Linked DNA regions of Xenopus laevis: region 2 is linked to region 1. A link is a contact called in public Hi-C data. All regions are on one chromosome and are shown on one strand. Each heading gives the region's core, a stretch centred on a gene start, on an enhancer-like site or on the middle of the called end of the contact. The rest is flanking DNA. Distances are from core to core; before and after follow the strand shown. Region 1 holds the start of plcxd1.L (PI-PLC X domain-containing protein 1). Region 2 holds the start of ppp2r3b.L (protein phosphatase 2 regulatory subunit B', beta L homeolog).

Evidence for each region. Hi-C and Micro-C count contacts between places; a contact is called where the count stands out from the background.
Region 2: a contact with region 1 is called in a Hi-C map of the XTC cell line, with 3 times the contacts expected there. The contact joins the promoter of ppp2r3b.L here to the promoter of plcxd1.L in region 1. A contact is called at or near these places in 2 of 4 Hi-C or Micro-C datasets (the XL177 cell line and the XTC cell line).

Annotation. Positions count from the first base shown.
Region 1 is chr2L:119,558,958-119,564,620 of Xenopus_laevis_v10.1, forward strand. It overlaps plcxd1.L (PI-PLC X domain-containing protein 1), which reads left to right and starts at 1,536. Exons shown (of 7, transcript XM_018247146.2): 1 at 1,536-1,998.
Region 2 is chr2L:119,701,287-119,706,962 of Xenopus_laevis_v10.1, forward strand. ppp2r3b.L (protein phosphatase 2 regulatory subunit B', beta L homeolog) reads right to left here and starts at 2,019. Exons shown (of 18, transcript NM_001089156.1): 1 at 1,876-2,019; 2 at 527-870. The coding sequence starts at 841.

The DNA.
Region 1 (5,663 bases), core at 286-2,785:
TGGAGTGACTGGACGCCTAACATAATAGCCAGAACACTACTTCCTGCTTTTCAGCTCTCTAACTCTGAGTTAGTCAGTGACTTGAAGGGGGGCTACATGGTACATATCTGTTCAGTGAGTTTGTAATTGACCCTCAGCATTCAGCTCAGATTCAAAAGCAACAGATATGGCCCATGTGGCCTCCCCTCAAGTCTCTGATTGGTTACTTAACCAGGGTAACCAGTCAGTGTAAACCAAGAGAGCTGAAAAGCAGGAAGTAGTGTTCTGGCTATTAGGTTAGACATCCAGTCACTCCAGCCTTTATACATTACATTTTTGCCTAGCTAACTATATTGGAAACATTTTTTTATTTTGCACAGCCTATCCATTTACCCAGTTTTTATTTTTACACTGAACAATTCCTTTCACAAAGAACACCAATATTTATACAGGTATATCATCTGTTATCCAGTAATTATGTTTTAAAAACTCTCAATTTCAGAAAACCCCTAAATTATATGAAAGAAAGTTTCATTGCTTTTTATACATCTGTTCATCTGTACATCTGCCCATAGAAATTATTTTAGCAACAATCAAAGCATAAGTGTTCTTCAAGGAAATCCTGAAATGTAAATACTGTACAAAGCAAACGTTTGTACACTCCTGTCATTGCCAAATGACATCTTCAGTTGATTTTGTAAGATAAATAATGAACCACCTATTAGTGAGTTAAACAACAATTTGCAAATGTTAATGCACAGTTACACTGTGTTTCAAAACTCAGCAACAAAGAGTAGTAATTGTGACATACAAAAGTTTGAAGACCATAGTAAGTCAGCTAAGGGTTAATTCTTGTTGTAGAGATTTTTGCCTTTGAGGTCAAAGATAAGGGTTCTTACTGGTGACTATTCCATGCAGATCATGGTTGTGCAAGTAATGCTGTACCGTGCAACTACATTACTCTTTATCAGTGACGGGGCCCGGGTGCAGGACATGCAGCCAGGCCGCTAGTCCTGTCCCCCCTCCAGACACTCTTCACTTCACATTCACACGTGTAAGGCTCCAGAGGTGCCTGAGAAGGTGCAGGCCTGGGTGCATTCGTTCCCCATACAATTCCGCCACTCTTGTGTCAGCCAAGATATTCTCCAGGTCCTTTTTAGTCATATGCGGCTTTGCCTTTGCTTTACTTGCCAGCAGTTATTTTCTGAAAGCTTTCTTAGTCATCCAGATCTTGCCTTGACTTGCACAGTTTTTCCAGAAAAGGTGGCTCCATACATTGTATAAGTATAAAATCTATTCCTATTCCTATGCCCTACATGTATGTAAGTGCCAATTAATAAACATTTAAGTGAAAACAAAACAGACATGAGGTACCAGAACTGTATCTCTGTGCATATCAGTCTTTAGCTTATATGTATTATAGTCTTCCTGTAAGGACTTTTTTTTTCTTTTGTATATTCTAAAAACAATGTTTTAATTTAGGAGTCAGGCAACGGTGTGGTGACTGGGCATTATGGATCCAACATAGTTTAAAACTGTGGGGGTGTTAGGTCCTTAAAAGTGTATTATATTAATAGTTTCAATTATGTTATGGGTAACACATTTTCTACAGAAGACAGTATTTGCCTGTGAATGCAATTGTCAATTCTGACTCCTGAAAAATATAGCAAGGCACTTCAACAGTCCTGTGGTGAAAAAGCATGGAAGTCTCTGTGAACTAACAATGCAGGTAAGTACCCGCAACTTCCCCACAGGGAATGCAGAAAAATGCAGGGAATGCAGAAAAGTCACGTGACATATGAAGACGACGTCACGGTTTCAGGGAGCTGACCACTAGCAAGAGACCTCAGCCGGGCAGCCAATGAGCGCAGAATCTGACAGGCTGGCACTCGGACAGGGGACGTTGTGAAGCGCAGAGGATGGCATCCCAGGGGCAGCATATGAGCTCCTCTGTGGGCAGCCGCAATCCACCGGCACATGTACTGTGACACTGCGGGGAGGACAAGGCTGCCACTTTATGTAGGTGAGCGGGGGTGGGGAACGCAATGGAAAATAGTAATAATAGTATAGTAGTGAAGGCTACTGCAAGATAAAATAAGTAAGAGCAGCAATGATGGGGTCACACACACACACACTCTCTCTCTCTCTTAATAAATAATGTATCAGCACTTGCTTTCTCTGCCATTATTGAGCCTAGTAAGTATAATACAAGAGGGATCAGCATAAACACCCTGTGCCATACATATATATATATTGCAAGAGAGAGAATATACCCCTAACATATATATATATCTGAATGAAAGTGCACAGGTGTCACAGGGAATATCAGAATAGTATGTGGGAGCTGTACACACTATTTCTGGTAAAAATAATGCCACTATTATATTTGTTATCTGTCTTTTTGGCTTAAAATACAATTTTTACCAGCCATATGGAAACCTAACTTACAGCACTGATCACTCCTCTATTATTTATAAGTGGCTATAACGTGATGCTGCAATACGTAACTGTGCAACATCTAAAGGGATGCACTTTTACTGCACCTGCTGCGGGACAAACATGAATGCACACTATTCATAAACCCCTTGCAAAATTCTGCCACTGAGCAGAGTCAGATCACTTGATCAAACAGGGACAGTTCTAGTGCAAATTCCTGGACTGCAGTAAATACCAACAGCAATTATAGTACTGCCCTAGAACTGCAGATTTTACAACCATCTCCATGATCCTGTGTGAGTGGAGTTTGTCTGAGGTATTCCTGTTTGCTTCCACATTTTAAAAATCGTAAAGGCAAGTGTGGTGGATTGTGAGAAAATGGACGCTTGTGTGTATTTTATTTTGATTGTAAACTTCCTTGTTATGACCCAGTTGTACCACATTCCAGGGCTTTGTTAAAAAGTCAAATCCCAGCTATGAGTCTTCTCACATTGCAAGGCTTATACAGTATTATTGACTAGTCTCATAGGAAATCAGATCCAAAGACTGCAATGAGTTAATCAGTAACACTCACCCTTTGTTCGGTGCAGAATATGATTACTGAGAGATTTATAGAATTGAATTGGTGTAGTTAATAATTATGAGAGTGCAGTAGGCCTCACAGGGAAACATAGGGCACAAAATGTCAAATTTGACAAACCTTCACCAAAAATGAAAATTTGCCAAAACACTGGCAATTTACAAAAAGATTATAGTGTATTTACCTTGGTTGTTTTGCTAGGTGCAATAGCACTACTTGAAAATATGCCAAAATATCAACAATGTATTTTTTTCTGCAAAAGTCATTTTGGCAGGTCCAGGCTGCAAACTACCATTATAGAGATGCAGTGGCCACTTTAGTATCTCATTATCTGCTTCATATCTTTCAAATTAATAATAATCATACATCATTGCTTTATGGTGTTAATGCACTGGCATATTTTGCCCATCACTGTCTGATTGAGGGGGGGATACACTTGCATAGCTATTTAAAGTATTTATGCTCACAATGGCACAATTATGATTTTCAATGAATATGTGATGTCACCATGAAGAAACGTCTGACAAATTCATACAGACATTTTCATAGTTATAGAAGGAGAAAATCACACTTAACTACTGTATATACAGTATGCCCTATGGTCAGAAGTAAATGGGCTTCTAGCTCACCATAGATTGCATAGATTACACTTTCCATGCCAGAAATACTGAGAATTCTCAGCTGCTTCTTATTTTTAACCATTTATTACCTTATGGTGTTTAATTTGATACATTAACTCCCAACCATTAACTCCCCAACCAGTAGCTCGTGAGCAACATGTTGCTCTCCAACCCCTTGGATGTTGCTCCCAGTTGCCTCAAAATGTATTAGCTTCAGGTGCTTATTTATGAATTCCAGGCTTGGAGGCAAGTTTTGGTTGTATAAAACGAGGTGTACTGTCAAACAGAGTCTCAATGGAGGTGGACAATCCACATTGAGACTATCAAATGGCCAATCACAGCACTTATTTGGCAGCCCAAGAACATTTTTCATGTAAGTGTTGCTCCCCAACTCCTTTTACTTCTGAATGTTGCTCACGGGTTCAAAAGGTTGGGGATCCCTGCATTAACTGATACATTATTTATTAAATGTCTGTGATATAGTTGCATGTTTACTGCGCAATAAAATGAAGAGTCGACTATTTTGGGAGGAGCTTTTCACTGCATTTCAATGTAACATTTGTAGTGTGGTCTGACCTTTACATGTCAAAAAGTCTGCTCAGTTGTGTTCTATGGAAAGATATATTACCTGACTCCTTGATCCATTTCCATGGCTTTAACAGTGCCTCCTGGCAAAATCTGGCATGATAAAGCAAGTGAAACAACTTTAGAAAACAAAACCATTATAACAACATTTTACCTTATTTTTTCAGGCTTTCATGAAATAATTATTCATTAACCCTTTAAGTGCCACAGAACGTAGAATCTACGTTCTGTGGATCAAAGGACCAAAGTGCCACAGATCGTAGATTCTACGTTCTGCAGCACTTCCGGGTTTGCGAGCGGAGGAGCGGCTGTTAGAGCCGCTCGCTCCGTTCCTTCACGATCCCCTGCCCCTAGACAACGAGCAGAGCAGGGGATCGTGTGGCCCCTGGGGCGCGATCGCCCAGGGGCCCCAAAGCAGCAGCAGGGACGCGTTTCCTATGCGTCCTGCTGCTGCCTGCACTGCACTTCCGCCCAGCTCCGCCCCCCCATGGCTGCTGACCGTTGGAGCTGGAGATCTGCTGCGTGGGACCCTTTATCAACGATCTGAAGCATCTACCCCAGGTAAGTGTAACATTTACACACACAAAAACACACAAACACACCAACACACACTTATTACAGTAATATACACTTACATTCACACTTACACACACTCACACATAGATTTTTGGGGATTGGGGGGGTCACACACACTCACAGCACCCATGTACACTTGCACACGCGCACACGTGCAAATAACATGCAATTTACCCGTTGTGCACACGCATATGTACATATATGGCTTTGTGGCTTTTTTTTTTTCTTATCGCATCGTCTCTTTTTGGGCTAAAAAAAATGTTTTATTGCCGTTCCGAATAGCGTATTCGCTAACCGTACTGTGCAATAGCTTTTGTATGTTATTTTGGTGGTTATATTGCAATTTTGGGTATTTTGGTGCATTTTTAGCCATTTTATTGAATTTTTAGCCATTTTATTGCATTTTCAGCTGTGCATTTGTGTTGTTCACTTGTTTCTGTCCGTATAATCGATTTGGCCCAGCTAAAATATTCAAACGGTAATTCTGGTGGCCGATTACACTAGTGTGAAAAAAAAAAGCATTGATTTTTGTGGTTTTATTAGTTTTTGGTGATTTATTTGCATTTCACACTGTTCTGTGTTAGTTTGTTTTGCCTATGTAAATTTTATCTACTATATATCCATTTGTGGGTCTCTGTGCGCCACATAGTTTGGTATATCTATGCATATTGGGCATCAAAGTGTTCAGTAGACCCCTGTCGTTCATATTTAGGATGTTTTATGCTGATACGTTACAAAATGTGGGGCACATAATGGGGTAAAATTCAAGCTTTGTGACGATTTTCAGAAATTTGATAAAAACCGTTACGTTCAGCATTGCTTTGCAGTTTGACAGTTTGCAGTAGGAACACATATTTACCCATATTGGATTCGTCAGAATGTGTACT
Region 2 (5,676 bases), core at 769-3,268, 140 kb after region 1:
GAACAGGAGCTCCTTTTAGACACTGGCCTAAAAAAAAAAAAAATAGCATTGCCATCTTTACTTTTTCCAGGCATCCCTCTTCAGACTTTTAATATAACTATACTACGCATACAGGCATGCCTATGTTAGGAACACCTGTAAAAGGTGATCAAAATGGGGACATGGCCCTTCTTATTTCCTTCGTCAGTGCACTTTTTGCTAAATCTATCATAGGAGTACAACTATTGAATTGGGGTTCTTTCAAATCTGTATTTCCCATCTCCTACAAATGAGCTAATTTATGGCAAAAACATATACAATTTTATACTACTCTACTTCTATAGATCATGTAAACAACTCTACATATACAAACTTGATAGCAAACACAAACTGTTCAATAGAGCTCTGGGTCTCCAGTAATCAGAAATCATAGAATTTTTAACTATATTTAATACAATTGTATTGCTGTGTCTTACACTTAAGTCTGCTTAAGTGCTTAAGTCTAGAACAGACTAATTAATAAAGAACACATTATTTGAACACTTACCACCCCTACGCTACTAGATCGACGTTTTCTAGGAGTAAGTCCACTCCTTGGACTTCCATAAGAACCAGGTGGGAGAGCGGACTGGGGAGACAGTGACAAGTTATCTAGTGCTTTATGAACCGAATGCAAAGTACTTTTGCTAGATATTTCCTTTGTCCCGTAGTCATCAGTTTCCGGCAGAATTTTCTCCCCATTTTTTATTCGTCTTAAGTAATCATTGAGGAGCAACTGTGTTGGGGTCTCACTAAGCCAACGTAAGAATAATTCATCCACTTTCATTTTTAAAACAGGCTTTAAAACGGTTGTGGTCGGCATGACTGAGGAGTTTCTGAAAGTATTGGAACCTAAAACATAAACGTGAAAATGTTAGTGAAACTGCAAGATTTGATGACTTCAATAGTCAATCTGTGTTTTACTTGACTGAACTACTGAATGCATTTGTAAACATCTATTTTGAACATTATCATATAGTTAAAAGATTAGGTTTCTTAATAACAAAGTGATATTGTGACTTCTCTCACACTTAAAGGAGAATTCAACCCCAACCCTACATAGACCCCCCTCCACAGCCTAAGTGGTACCCTGGGCAAATGCCCCTAACGTTTTACTTACCCCTCAGTGCAGATTCAAGCATCGGAGTTCACGGCAGCCATCGTCTTCTCTTTGGAAATTTTCGGAATGAGACCAGCATAGCGGCGCATGCACAGTTAGAGCAATTTTCTGAAACTCATGAAAATTGCAGAAGCGCCAGTCTCATTCCGAAGATGACGCCCATGAACTCTGATGCCTGAATCTGCACCAAGGGGTAAGTAAAACGTTAGGGGCATTTGCCCAGGGGAACACTTAGGCTGGGGAGACGGGTCTATGTAGGGTAGGAGTTTTTTAACATTAGGGTTGAATTCTCCTTTAAGCATTGCACCCAGGGTTATAAAATGTCACCTGCAGTTTATACCAACATTTTGCCTCTATATATGTTGGAGAGAGACATGATTTGGAGGAGAGGTCAACGCTGCTGCTCTAAATGGAAGATAAAAACTGGGAACCGCCATTTACTTTTCCCCACAGTTTTCAAAGTTCACCTTACTTAAAGTGGACCAGGTTAGGAATTATTATATTGTCAATTAAAGGCCAATAGACAATATTGTCAGCTTTCCTTCAATAGAAATTTAAACAAACCCAACTCTGGAATTTACACACGAAGCAACATTTCTAATGACAATAAAGGGAACCTACAATCATACGTTTTGAATATATTTTATAGTAAAAAAAAAAAACAACCCACAAATTTCACTTTTTGTTTCAGCATTAAAAAAAAAGAGAGCAAAGCCTATTCTAGAAATTGATCATACCACACAAATTCTGCTCTTCGCGGTAAAGGCCCCTATATTCTTAACACAGCCCACAGTTCCAAATGCTGCTTAAACGTCCCGCGACACAGTCAACAACATACAATCCTTTGACTCCTGCCGGAAAGGAAATCCCGACGTCATCTCGCGAGATTGCGTCACTCTGCACGTATATAAGCGCAGTGACGCGGCACTTTGCCTCCTTTGAGACGTAACATAATATTTTATTTGTACTCGGTTATAAATAAAAATAACACTAGTAGGACATGGCAGGCTACGGCCGTCAGCTTATAATGTTTTTTAATCTTTTCTTGTTGTTTTTTTATTCCCACTGACACCAACGTCTCGGCTCTCGATATTTAAAGGGCACGTTAACCCAAAAATTAAAAAAAATCCATAATAATAGAAAACATGATTCTGAGCAATTTTGCCATATATATTCATTACAAATTCTCTATGGTTCTCAAGACTTTTTCCAATTACTTTCTATTTTGTAATTGAGACCATTTTTCTAATATAGAAGTACAAAGCGTAATTTTCATCATCTAAAGCAGCTCTGGGAGAGGGGGGGGGGTCGCCGACTCTCTAAACTGGTCTAAACTGATACATTTAGTTGATACAATTCTAGAAATAGATTTTGGAAAAAGAGAAAAAAAAATAAATAATGGAAAGTAATTGAAAAAAAAAGTATTTATTACTTGGGAACAAGGTGAAAACAAATTAACTGAAAAAAGTGTTTGGAAGGTGAACAACCATACCTCCCAACATTTTGGAAGTAAACAGAGGAACAAAAAATGTTTTCCCGCACGTAGCGCAGCAATTTTTGACCACACCCCTTTCTGTGACCACACCCCCTAATTACCATGTTTGTTTTACAAAATTTGGCAGGTTATGAAAGTTTGAAAATATTTCTCCTTATCTAAACTGTGTTTTTGTGTCTCAAATGTGTTACAAAGTATCTTATTTGCACCTGTTAGCTGTTCTGGGCTCTATGCTAAAAGCCAATTAAGTGAGAAACTTTGTTTCTTTTTCTGGCTGTTCAGTGCAGAGAAAAGAGGGACTTTCCAGTACAAATGAGGGACTGTGGGTTGAGCTGTCAAAAGAGGGTCTGTCCCTCCGAAAAAGGGACAGTTGGGAGGTATGGAACAACCCCATTAAAGTTGAATGTCCCTGTCTCTGGTGTTTCAGTCTGACAACTCAGTAATTCAGGTGCAGACTCTAAACTGTTTTTCATGCAATTTTGCAACATTTAGTTGATACATTTCTCAGCAGCATCTCTGGAGTATTAACAACTATGGTATCACAATTCTAACAGCTGCCTGTAATGAAACCCAGAGATTCTGCTCAGCAGGGACAAATTAGAAATATATCAACTAAATGAATCATTTTAGAACAGTTTACAGGGTCTGCCACCCTCCCCCTTTACACTTCAGTATTAGAAAAACAGTGACGCATAGAAAATAGAAAGTAATTGGAAAAAGTCGTTATTTCTGGTGATTTATCTGAAAACAACTAGTTGTTTGAAGGTGAACAACCCCTTTAAAGGCAGAGACAGAAATACTAAACAGAGAGACAGTGAGACAGAGACACTAAACAAAGATTTTGGAAAAATGGTAAAAATAAAAAAATGGAAAGCAGTTGAAAAAAGTCTTTATTTCTGGGGAACAATCTGAAACCATATGAGCTTGAAAAAAGTGTTTGGAAGGTTAACAACCCCTTTAACAGACCTGTCTTTTCTGGGTAACTTTGGCAACATTGTTTTAAAAGTATCAGCCAGGTGTTAACCAAATGCTGCTTTAAATATCAAATGGTTTTATAAATACCTTTAAAAGCACTGACACATTTTAATAAATGTATATTGAAAATTTGTATAGAATTATGTTTTCTTTTATTAGGAAAATTTTTATTTTGGGGTTGACTATTGACCAAATGTAATCTTGGGGTTTAAACTCTTTTTCATGGTTGCATCAGAAGGTCCAATATTTTGTACAAAATAGCCCGATTTTTAAGTTAATTTTACAATCCAACTCCCCTCTGCAAGTTAAAAAAAACCATTGGTGGTCAGGGCCACGTAGCGCAGCAATTTTTTGACCACACCACTTTCTGTGGCCACACCCCCTAATTACCATGTTTGTTTTACAAAATTTGGCAGGTTATGAAAGTTTGAAAATATTTCTCCTTATCTGAAACTGTTTTTGTGTCTCAAAATTGTTACAAAGTATCTTATTTGCACCTGTTGGCTGTTCTGGGCTCTCTGCTAAAAGCCAATTAAGTGAGAAACTTTGTTTCTTTTTCTGGCTGTTCAGTGCATAGAAAAGAGGGACTTTCCAGTACAAATGAGGGACTGCGGGTTGAGCTGTCAAAAGAGGGACTGTCCCTCCGAGAAAGGGACAGTTGGGAGGTATGGTGGTCAGGGCCCCCAAGCAGGCCCGGATTTGAGGAAAGGCCACCTTGGCCCGGGCCTAGGGCGGCAGGATTTTAGGTAGGCGGCATGCTGCCCAACCACACCCACATTGGTTCAAAATCACTGGGTATACAAAAACTTTTAAATTTCCCGTGCGCCAATCCGAATTGCTCCTGTCCCCCTGGAGGGGACAGGGGTGCCAAACGGTAGTGAGCCTAAGGGCGCCCACTATGTAAATCCGGCCCTGGTCAGGTTCCCAAGTTAAAAAAATCATTGGGGGCAAGCCCTGATGATGGTTTGATGGTTTAAATCATGTTAGGCATCAAATGGCAGTGTTTTTGGCCACACCCTGGCCCCTGTGTCAAGCCTGTGGTAACTATTACAAAACAGTGTTATAGCAAAGGGGAGGGAATGGCAGAATGTATCATGGACAAGAATGAAATATTATAATGAAATTAAATCTATAAAATGTGTTATTCTGGAATCACTGCACTTACTAATTTTTTTATGAGGTTTAATCTCATAAGTAAGCAGGGAAAAGGAATAGCCCTTTGCTTGCCCAATCTTGGTGTGGTGTCACCAAAGGTGTTTTGGTTGTGGCTGGAGTTAAACATGTAGCCATTAGACAATATTTGTTGATGAATTATTTTTAGGTAGGCATGGTGCAAATCCTTAATAGATTATTTTAATTTTAGAGCTTTGTGAGGTTTTTTTTATACCTCGAATGAACGCACAACTCAATTTTTTGATTTAAGAAAAAACTAGAATGGATAAACTTAAATCGGTGAAGTTGAGGTGAAAAACCCGAAAACTCAAATGAATCGAGTTTTCTGCGGGAAAAAAAACTTGAATTGCTTGAATTGATCAAGTTTTCATCTGAAACCCACTGAAAAAAACTCAACATTGTGAAGGCTATTAATATCTTCAAATGATTCAAGGGACCTCTGCCATTGACTCCTACATGACTTTGACAGGTTTTACAGTATATGATGTATTTCCGCATTCAAGCTGTTTCCAGCTTCTCAGTATAAAAAATTTGAGGTTTTTTTAACCCCAAAAATTTTATTTTTGACTGAAAGATACCCTTGAAAACTCAAATTTTTGGGTTAAATACAACTCGACCTTTAACAAATCTGCCCTTTAAAGTCCAACCTAAGGCATCTTCCATCGTCCACCCACCCACTCTCTTACTGCACCACCTGTTACTGTCAAAAGTGTCCCAATCTTCATACCTGCTATAAAAATGCAAAGTTGTGCCCTTCTTCTGTCAGAGTTGGCCAGCTGGGGCATGAGCAGTTGAAGCTAGATCAGCTAGATTAGCTTTAACTTTGCATGCTTCTGCTTTGTCAGCGATCTGACAGAAGGGCTTCTGAAGCAGCATGACATTGCACCTGGAACCC